3 separate regions of the Mus musculus genome follow, and all the other regions are linked to region 1. The links are chromatin contacts, called in public promoter capture Hi-C maps. All regions are on one chromosome and are shown on one strand. The core of a region is the stretch at or near the end of the contact, and the rest is flanking DNA. Distances in the headings are between cores, read along the strand shown.

Region 1 (3,852 bases), core at 1,348-3,847:
TAGTATGGTAATTGCTTAGAAGCAGTCAATTGTATAATGAAAAATGCATTCTACACCTCAAAATTCATGATAAAATTTAAATGGTATTGAATTTTACTTGGAATAGTATAGCAGTCTGTCACTAGGGCCATAGGACATGATGCTGAATGTCTGGTGAATGTGTTTTAAAGAAGAAGAGATGATTTAGATAGAAAAATCACATTTATAAAGTGAACAAGTCTGCACAGGTAACAGCAAGTACAGCAAACACATCACAATGCTAGCCCACTCTATGGATAGGAAATACACATAAGAACATGGCTCCTTTGGGCTAATTAGGATAATAATCCGCTGGAATTTTATTTTCAGTGCTCGAAATTAATCTCAGGGTCATATGCATTTTACCATTGACCATAGAGGATCAGACTATACAATATGTAATTTAAAGAAAGTTATGTTTAAATTTAGCAAGAAACATGAGGAATCTATGTAATAAAAGCCTGCAAAAACTTAAGTAACATGAACTAAGACTCATTGGGGAACATACCAGTCTCAAATATAAATCTATAAACATAACATTTTCCCAGAGAATATATCTCTAAACTGTAAATTTCTATAAATTTAACTCTAAAATTTTATTGAAATACAATCAATATCCAGAGTCTTTTAATGCATGTTGGCTAGTTTATTCTAAAATTTGTAAAAATGTATAAAAACCCAATTTTAGCTAACATAATTGAAATAAAATCAATAAGAAAAATGATGTTACAAATTTTATATGTACATACAGTCTGGTACATAGGTGCTCTAACTGATTGTCAATATTGTTCATTCATTTCTATGTATAATGTTTCATATAACTAAAGCTAAGATTTTTAGAAGCAAAAGAGAATAGTTCATGACCATTTTAAAAATGATACAGTAAGGTGGACTTCAGTATTATGTTGAATAGAGCTACTAACAACATTTTGTTCTTGATGTTACCACAACACTATTAAAGTTGTACCACAAATTTTTGTGTCAATTGTAAAAATTTAATGTCTGATGCAAGGTTACACAATTGTAATATTCTTAAATGCAACAAGAAATATCCTAAACTTTAAGGATTTTGATTATCAAGATACCACAGAAGTGAAGACAATGCACAAAGTGAAGGTATTTGTACATAAGGTACATTTATTTCTTCACATAGAAATTAATTAAAATATCCAAAATAAAATGAACTTAGATTGAAAGCAGTCATTTTTCCAGTAAGCCTAATAGCCAGAGGGATGTGAACAGGCGGATATCTTCAGGATGGAGGGGAACACATAACTTAAAGGAAATTCAATTTGATGACATTTTGGGGAAAACATTAAAAGACAGTTTTTATAATGATGAAGCAAACTAGTTGATGCAAAATAGATTGTATGTTTAGGAATTTCAAATCATAAATGTGTAGCAAACATGTTTGCATGGAAAATCAGAAAATATTTCACTTATTTAATATGCAAAGCCAGGAAGATAGGATTTTTAGGAAACTACATATTTTCAAAATCCTACTTTTAAAAGAGCAAGATATTTAAGAACACAATATACTGCTTAATGGTGATAGTGAAACAAGACTCTTTGCCTTAAGCTTTTGCAGCCATCACTAGGGTATTTTCTTTCATTATTTACATGTATATTTCAAATCTCTTTTATAATCCGGTAGTTTTTTAAAGGGAAGCCTTTACAATACTTTTCACAACATCACATCTGAAAGTTCTACCCCTTGAGTCAAGATTGCCTTGTTACCATGCAACAAAAACAAAACATAGAATCCTCTTGGTATGTGAGGCTGATGTAAGATGGAAACCCCAGATGCAGCCTCGCCTCTGCTGCAATTTTTTTTTTTTTTTTTTTTTTGCTTCTGACTTATTCTCTTTCTACTGTAATTGTACAATTACACAATTGTATTGTACAATTGTATTGATTCCTAGTATACTTGTGGAAGTTTAATATATCTGTCTGTCTACTTCTGACTTGCCAATAACTGTTTGATAAACTAAAACACGTTTTCAACTTTAAAACTTTGGAAATACCCAATGTATTATAAATCTGAGTAACATTTAAAAGGATTTTTTAAAAGTGAAAAACAAAACACATCTGGTCTCTATCAGAGAGTCTTGGCTTATCTTGAGAGGCAAAAGTGTAAAAGAACTTTCATTTCTCCTTGGAGCAATTAAGGGATACTGTCTGACTTAATGTAGTTTCCTCCACCATGACCCTGCAGTAGACTCCAGGACAAGCTAGGGGACTCGGAGCCTCTCCCCGAAAGCCCCGCCCGCTTAGGTCCGCCCAGAAGCCCCGCCTTCTCGGAGATTCAACCCCTGGAGCCACGCCCCGCGCTGTCCTTTAGGAGGCGGGACCTGGGAGGGGTAGCGGTGCGGCCGCAAGAGCTGTCAGCCCTGGTAGGATTCACGGTTCTTTCTCTTATCCGGTGGGTCCACGCGGAGGCAGGGTCCCAGACCCCGGTGAGCAATTGTGAGGCCCCGGAACTGAGACCCACAGGGACTCCGCAGCTAACCCCTGCGCGCTCGCCCGCCAGCCAATCGTGGGCCGCCTGCCTGCGACGCCCTTTGACCCCGGGCCTCTAGGAATCCAGTCGCGCTCAGCCCAGCAGCCCGGTTCCGCGCCGGTCCCCGCCGCTAGGTTAGTGTCCGCACCGCGCCTGAGCCCGTCCTTGTCTGCCTGGATGCCCGAGTTGGCCCTGAGGTGGTTCATCACCACTCGGTCCTGAGCCCCGAACCTGCGAGCGGAGGCCCCTGGCGGTCGCCCGGCCGTCTCCTAGCCCAGCTTACGACCCCGAAGGCCGCCAGGACAAGTGCGTCCTCCTCCGGGGTCTTTGTTCTGTTCTCCTTTAACTGGCCGGGCTCTGCCTTTTCCACTGTCCCTTCAGGGTGGCCGTCTCCTTTTCTGTCTGCGGAGGAACAAGTTGGCGAGGACCGGAGCTTAAAACTTTTGTTTTGTTGTTGTCAAAGACATAAACGGATAATATAGTGGGAGAAGTACTGAAAATGGCTTACAAGGAGGCTTTCGTGAGCGTTGTTGTGGGTCTGGAATGAGCTTAGAAAGACAAATGAGAGTGGTTGGTCTGATCGCATTGCAATGTGTGGGCTGCAGCTTGGAAGAAAAAAAAAATGCAGAACTACTGTAGGTTTTGGTGAAACTATTTCAGGTTAGTTACACTTACAAAGCTGCTGCTCTTATTCCTATAATAAGCAATGAGTTGAGTATGTGGTCAGAAAATAAACACAATGAGCTAGCTGCCTTCTCCTTAAGTGTGAGCTACAGCGGAAGGCGAGGGAACCATTGTTAAGTCACCTTCCACAGTGAAAAAATGTCATTGTAGTATGACTTCTCTACTTGAGGCCGCTCAGGGCAGGCTGGAGCCAGGAACCTAAGGTCCAGTACAGTGTTTTGCCTTTGTAGGGTGCTCAGCTGTTTACTAGCCCAAAATCTTGGAAAAAGTTCTCTGCTCAGTTTCATCACCTGTAACATGAAGTTCTGTTTCATAGACGGTTGTGAAGATAAAAATGGAAAATGAGATTATGCCGGACAGAACTTGTGTACAAAAGATTACCCACACTTTGACCTGAGCAAGATTCTGAAAGTTTTAGATGTGTGTTCTGAGCGTTAGCTGTATCTAACTGTAGGTACTTCCTCTAGCATAAAATTAGAAGAAAATAGCATCAACAGAATGAAATAAAACAGGAAGAATCTTTATAATTTAATTATAACTTTAAAATGGAATCTGCATTTTCCTGAGCTATATAATATGAGCAAATGCATTTAAAACAATCCACAACATTCGGCTTCAGGGTTATTTAGATCTCTTAGCTGCTTGAGGAG
Region 2 (3,590 bases), core at 450-2,949, 4.0 Mb after region 1:
CTGACCAAAGGAAAGGCAAATTTACAAATTTCAAAAACTGGCAAGGCATTTTAGAGGGAGGGGCGAGACACAAGGGAATTCAACTCAGTGCAGTTCTTCATACCTTTAGCCCCATCTCTCAGGGGCCAGGGCCAACAAGACCTCTAAGAGAGCCCAGCCAAGGCTACATTGAGAGCTCTACCTCAACACTCAAACACAAAAGGAATCCAACCTGCCCTCAACTAAATGTTCATTACAAAAATATCCACTGATGTTCATGATATGTCAGACAAGGTTTGAATCGCCACACACTGTAAAGCTGGAGAAACAAGAGCAGCATGGCATTACCACAGGAAGTAGGTCACTGCTAGCAGTTCAGAAGGTCTCAAGAATACACGGGCGCCAAGTGTTCACCATATACCAGCACTTGACAGGAAGAAAAAGAACAGAACTCGACAAATTGGGATGAAGTCATTGGCCAGTAATAACCAAGAAGGCACAGCATTATTTATCTCACACCAAAGTTGAGTAAGACAACAAACCATGGGGCACGTGCACGGAGGGGGGTGGGGGTTAGTCACAATCCATATTATGAAAGACCCAAGAGGACTCCAAACTTAGAACAGCGAAGACGGCAAATAGTAACGCTTCCAAGCTGAGAAGACTGGGCAGTGGCTTGGTAAAGATTCGACGACCATATTTGAAAGCAAAACATCAGCTGTAAACAACACTGTAAGACAGCAGCAACAGGACCACAAACAACCAGGTCTTAGGCCCTGACCTCTCTGACTTTGAAAACAAAGACGGAATAGGGTTCAAAAGAGCCAAAACGTGGGACAGGAATTTTTCAAATTGGTACGCAAGTCTGGAAATAATGGAATTCAATGACTACTCAAGACTGTCTAATTCTTAGCGCCACTAGATGAGACTTCACTTCCACCCAAGACTTACTCCAAGACAGAGGAGTGCGAGGGACCCTGTACTCATTAATCGTGTAGGACGAGAGAGTGGGCAAGATAAGCAGTGTGCCTGCCTTAGGATCTCCTCAGAGTGTGCGCAGGAAGCAGAGGGAGCAGGTGGCTCCCAACAGAGCAGACCAGTGGGCCACAGCCAGCTAACTTCCTGACCCTTTGTGGATTACAAGTAGAACTGACTGCTGACAGCTCTGGGACTAAGAGCACTTGGGAAGCCGATGAAATGCAGAACCAACCCCATCGCCAAACATAGTTGACAAGTGGCTGGGCCCACCCCAGACGATGGAAAGAAGGCTGCAGCCTGGCATCTCCTGGCTCGAGCCTGCCTGGACAGAAACCTTCCCGCGTGAGAGGGAAGTCAGGGCTGCGCAGCCTGCAGGCCCAGCGTCCGCAGCTCGCCGTGAGCGTGCCAGGCCCAAGAGAGCCGCGACAGGAGGCGGCGGCACCCACGTCCGGTCTCCGCCAGCACAGCGGCGCAGCACCATAGGCACGCGTGGGCCCAGAGCCTCCGCCCCGCGCTCCCCAGAGTGGCGCGCGCCCGGCCCCGCCCACGCCGAGGGGGGAACGTCGAGACCTTGAAGAGGGAGGAAGGAAGAAAGCGCCGTACCCTGCAGGGTCCGGAACTGGGCGAACAGAGCTTCGCCGCAAGCCCGCAGCGTGGGCAGCAGGAGACGGCTCCCAGTATCCCGTGCTGCTGCCGCGGCGGCGGGCCCGGCCCAGCGCGACCCGGAAGGAAGACCGAGGCCGGGAGGCGGGGCGGGGCCGGAGGCGGGGCGGGGCCTGGCGAAGGGCGGGGCCAGGGTCGGGCTGGCTGCTGCCGGATTGCCCTGGTTGTTTGAGCTGATTAGCCAGGCCAGTGGTGCTTTAGAAATGGCCTGTTTGCTCGGGGACTGGCAGCGGGTTGCAGAACCTTTACGCTACTCATCCTGCCAAAGATAGCCCTCCAGAAGTAATGTAGTTCTGCTGGAGCTTCTTCGGACTTGGTGACTCAACCCAAGTATTATGCAAAAAAGCACTTCAGCACAGGAGCACTAGAAAGAGAACTTCTAGAGCAGTAAAAGTTCTCAGCAGGCACAATCCACCAATTAATATACAAATTCTTCAGCCCTCAGAAACAAACCTTCCCTGCAGGCGCATATTCACCTGACCACCTGTGATGAAGATGCTGTCACGGGTCTCCCTTAAGTCTCCATTTCTTTTCAAATGAACCTTTCTTCAGTTGTCGTTACATCTGTCTTTCCACAAGGTTTCCATTAATAAAAAAAAACTTTAAGATTTATTTTAATTTTTTATTAATCTGTGTGTGTGTGTGTGTGTGTGTGTGTGTGCTGTTCATGCGCACACATGTGTTCAGGTGCCATTGAAGGCAGAAGAGATCAGATATCCTGGAGCTGAAATTACAGGCATTTGTGAGCTGTCAGAAGTGGATTCTGGGAACCAAACAGGGTCTCTGAAAGAGCTGTCTCTCCAGCCCTATTTATGGGAAACTCAATAATATGCTGAACCACTCATGATTTCCAATTTTCTCTTGAAGAAGCAAAATAGAAAGAATACTTGTTAATTTTATGTTACTTTCTTTTCCATCGCTGTAACAAAACATCACAGCCAAAACAATGAGACTTGGGATTCCAGATGGTTAAGAATCACTTACATACCCGGAGCACTGCAGCAAGCACCAGGTATGGTGGCACAAACAACTAAGAGCTCACATCTCCAACTGCAAACAACGAAGTACAAAGAACCAACTCGAAACAGGTAAGTCTTTGATCTGTCAAAGCCAGGCCCAATGACTGACTTCCATCAGCAAAGCCATACCTCCTCCACCTCCCCAAACAGACCAACTAGGAACCACATATTGAAAGGCCCCAGCATATAAAAGTATCTCATCCAGACCACCACATGAAGTGAAACAATTATGCTATGCTGTGTAATCTACACAAAAGTGAAATTTTAATCAAAAACTTCAAACTCAATTTCCATCTTCCATTCTTAACTGTGACACTATCTGGTGAGCTAGGTTCTAAAAGGAGAGGGTTAGAACTGGGTGTGGTGGAGCATGTCTTTAATCCCAGCCATTGGGGGGCAGAGGCAGGCAGATGTCAGTGAGTTCAAGGCCAGCAGGAAGAGCATTCCATCTCTTTAACACCAAGGGCAGCTGTGAGGTCAGCTTGTCTGTCATCTCAATCTGTTCATCACAGAGTTTTTGTAAATCTGAATATTTATTCTAAAATAAAATCTGTGTTTAAATCATGCTAATTTATTAAAAATAAAAAACCTGACCCTTTTATATTTTCTGATAAGACTTCAGTTAATGCGTATAAAGAACTCAAACTCCATTTAAACTACAGAAGTTACTCATTCTAAAATGAAGTGTGTGTTTTTAAGCAAAGACCTTCATTTAGTCTTTTATTCACTCTCCACACTTCTTTCTTCACTATATTTATTTTTTTTAATTTAATTTTTTTTTTTTTACTTATTCACTTTACATCCTGCTGATTGCCCCACTCTTGGTTATCCCCTCCCACAATCCTTCTCCCATCCCTTCCTCCCCTTCTCCTCTGAGAGGGTAGAGGCCCTCTAGGTATTTCCCAACCCTGGCACTTCTGCGAGGCTAATCACTCCCTCTCCAATTGAAGC
Region 3 (3,658 bases), core at 1,070-3,569, 4.6 Mb after region 1:
TTATTTTTGAGAGGGGGATGGAGATTCAGTCATTGTTTTTAACTTCATCTGTTACAGCTCTTCATTCTTTTCTTTTTTTAATACTGTTTTCACATATTATTTTTTTAAGTGTGTATATGGGGTGTGTGTGCAAGTGTCCTTGCTAGCACACCTCAACAATGCTTCAATTCCTAGAGCAGAACGGAGAAAGATTAATACAGAGCTATTTTGTAAAGCTTTGCCTGGAAGCTCATATTAGCTGACTAAAGAAAATCACGTGGTCACATTTAGCTTTAGTAAGTAAACACTCTATCAGCCATTTAGCAGAAGCCAATTCTAGATGAACCCAAGTCACCATTTTCTCATGTATTCAGAAAGTCTTGTAAGACCGGGCTTACCCTCATCCCCCACACCTCTCCCTGGACAACTTCTGTGCACAATACTCAGACACTCCAAACCCTTTTCAGTCTCACCTGCACCTCCCCTACCGCCCCACCAATCCCGGCTTTCCACCTCTAAATTTACAAACCTGCATCCACTAACTTTAATTTGAGCCCTGGCCAGAGTAAGGCATTCTCAGACAGAAACAGCTCACGAGAAATGATATATTTTCCCCTATAACAGATAAACCCTTGATGAAGATTTATGTACAGATAATGATGACCTCTGGAAGAATACTCAGAGGCAGATTTTTGATTTTGACTTTGTAAACAACCTGCTACCTTTTTCGAAACCGTTGTCTCAAACGTCTCCCGGTAATGGAGGGGCAATTTCCAATCATTTTTCTAGCAGATGTAACGTTATCTGAACATCCACAAGCCATAATGTGGCAATACCATGTAACCTTCTCCTACAAATGCCACTTAAGGCAGAACAAGCAAGCAAACAACATTAAAATCCAACTACTGGACTTTCAAAGGCTTTCCATTATCAAAATTGTGTCTGGAAACCTCCAAGTCTCTCCTGGCACTGAGGAGTCAAGAGGACTGACTCACAGGATTCAGCACATGGTTGTATATTTCATGGTACATTCTATGAACACTCAACCCGACTAGACTGGAAAAGGGTACTTTGCCCATAACTTCCATAAAGTCTCTCTCTTCAGGTGGGTAAGACAAGGACTAAGCAGCAACATGAATCTGGGTTCAGGGGAACCCATTAGAGACTTGGAGCACAGAAACTGTATGGTAACTGGTCATTTTGGCATGAAACATAATGCTGAGTATAGAACAATTACTACTACATCAGAACATGCCCAAACTCCAAGTTTTAAGATGCCAAACAAGGGCCAATGTTGCAGGCAGAGCCATCAAAGGACAGAAGTTTCAGGCCTGACTTCACCACAAACATGTTCTGGCTTTTTCTTTCTTTCTTTTTTTTTTTTTTTTTTGAGGTTTTGCAAACATCAAACGTTACAGCTTTCTTTTAAAACATAAATCTATTGATGTATTTTATATGTATGGCTGTGCACGTGTTTAGTGTTTCGATTTGCATTAGTGAGGTCAGAGTAGCTTCTCTCTTTCACCTCGTGGGTCCAGGAGATTGAACCATCAGGTTTGGCGACCTGCTGAGACGTCAACTTCAGCTTTTAATTTAAATATTATCTAGCACTTGCGTTACCTCTAACAAAGGATGTACGGCTAACGCAATTAATATCACACTTTTCAACTGGCTACAAGCTTCCCTTGTCAAATTGGTTTTTGTTTTGATTTTTTTTTAAGTTTTGGGCTGCTATTCTCCAGCGTGAGAAGAGGAAATGCAAACATCTTCCTTTTAGATACCCGGGCTCAAAACACTCAATTCTATGAACCTCTTACAAGCACTTTGAGATACGTCACTATCATCATCCTTAATTTACACTTGGAACTGGATAGAGGTAAAGTGACTTGCAGAAGTCCGGGAGCCGGACGTGGGCTCAGGTATAGGATCGACCCCTAACCTAATATTTGGCGTCGCCAAAAAGCTGTGTCTAGGCTCTTCGTCAGGCCATGAATGCACCCCAAGTTAGCAGAGCGGGATGTGCTGCGAGGGGAGACCCCGAGGGGACAAGCGGACGCTGCATGCCCGGGTCACCAAAAAGACGAGACTCGGCCTGGCTCCCTCCCCGACCCCGGCTCTTCCCCCCTGCCGCCAGCACTCGGCCCGGGAGGCCGCCTGGTGCCTTTGTGAATCTGGACGCGAGGGTAGGCTAGGAAACCTCTCTTTCTAGGCTGGTTGACGTACAGGAAGGTCTCGTCGCCCAAGCGAAGACACAGTGGTTACAGTGACCCCAAAGCCTGGGCCCCAACTCACCCCGCCCGCCGGGCCGCAGCTTCCACACGCAGGAGCTTCTGCGCCTGTGCAGAGGGGAACCCGGAGAAGGCGGGGCTTGGCGTCCTGGGCGGGGGCGAGGGCGGGGTCTGGTGTTCTGGGTGGGCCGAAGGCGGGACTTTGAGTCCAGACCCAGATCTGGGTTTTCCTTTGGCGGCTTGGAGGTTGGAGCATGGTGGAGGAGTGTAGATGGGATGAGGGGATGGCGCCCTGCAGCCAACTGATTACAGTGCCAGCCACGGGGCCTGGATGCAGGCGCTGGCTTTAGTGAGCTGCGTCCCACTTGCTGGGTGCCTTTTAAGACAGCTTCCCTTGTTCCATCACCCAACTCGGAACCTAAAGTCGCATCTGAGATTCACTCTATATGATTTTAACGTTTTATTTCACGTGGTTCTCACTTCTGAACTAGATTGTACATCACACCTGTAATTCTGCTCAATCCGATCATCTGTTACAACAATGTACACCTTGCTTTTGAGTAAAAACAGTTGGTTTGAAATTTTGTTGTGGGGCTGGAGAGATGACTCAGTGGTTAAGAACACTGACTACTCATCCTGAGATCCTCAGTTCAATTCCCAGCAACCACATGGTGTCTCAGAACCATCTGTAATGGGATCCGATACCCTCTTCCTGTTACAAAAAATAAAAAAATTTAAAAAACAAAAAATAATTTCTTGCAAGCACTAGTTGATGAGCCACAGTCTTTCACAAGGGACAAGTTGTGACCTAATGGATCGTGTGCTGGGGTTGGAGTTTAAAAGAGTTCAGTTAAGAACCAAAAGCTGACTGGGTTTGTTGTTGTGGTTTGTTGTTTCCACTTTTTTTTTTTTTTTTAACTTAAAAATCTAATTCATTTCCATGGGGAAACTTGGCAAAGGAGAGAACTCTTCCTTTATGTTGTTTATAGGAACCATTCATTAGACAAATGCAGTGGAATACAAGCATGCTGGTCAAGATACTAGGTATGGGGTACATAATTGTCTTTTAGAAGGTCATTTTCTTCCAGGGAAAAAAAGAAATGCTGCATCTGTAAGAACAGTTTGGGTTATGATATAATTCCAAAGTCTATATACAAATTTCAAATTTGTCTGTATAAATATCAAGTTTCATATGTTAGTATTGAATTTGAAATAGACTATGTAAAAGATGCAAAAATTTGCATCCTAAATTGTGTCAGGTTTTTGTTTTTTGTTTTTTTCTGGTTTTTCTTTCTTTTTTTTTTTATTAGATCTTTTCTTTATATATATTTCAAATTTCAAATGCTATCCGGAAAGTTCCCTATACCCCCCACCCCGCCCTGCTCCTCTACCCACCCACTCCCACTTCTTGGCCCTGGCATACCATTGTACTGGGGCATATAAAGTTTGCA

What was found. Promoter capture Hi-C pulls out the DNA fragments that hold promoters and counts their contacts.
Region 2: a contact with region 1 is called in a promoter capture Hi-C map of pre-B cells. The contact joins the promoter of Fbxl4 here to the promoter of Manea in region 1. A contact is called at or near these places in 1 of 39 promoter capture datasets (pre-B cells) and 1 of 484 Hi-C or Micro-C datasets (CD4 T cells).
Region 3: a promoter capture Hi-C map of pre-B cells shows a contact between it and region 1. The contact joins the promoter of Usp45 here to the promoter of Manea in region 1. A contact is called at or near these places in 1 of 39 promoter capture datasets (pre-B cells) and 1 of 484 Hi-C or Micro-C datasets (B cells).

What each region holds. Positions count from the first base shown.
Region 1 is chr4:26,345,397-26,349,248 of GRCm38.p6, reverse strand. It overlaps Manea (mannosidase, endo-alpha), which reads left to right and starts at 2,597. Exons shown (of 5, transcript NM_172865.2): 1 at 2,597-2,652.
Region 2 is chr4:22,355,652-22,359,241 of GRCm38.p6, reverse strand. It overlaps Fbxl4 (F-box and leucine-rich repeat protein 4), which reads right to left and starts at 1,699. Exons shown (of 9, transcript NM_172988.4): 1 at 1,561-1,699.
Region 3 is chr4:21,774,931-21,778,588 of GRCm38.p6, reverse strand. It overlaps Usp45 (ubiquitin specific petidase 45), which reads right to left and starts at 2,319. Exons shown (of 18, transcript NM_152825.2): 1 at 2,272-2,319.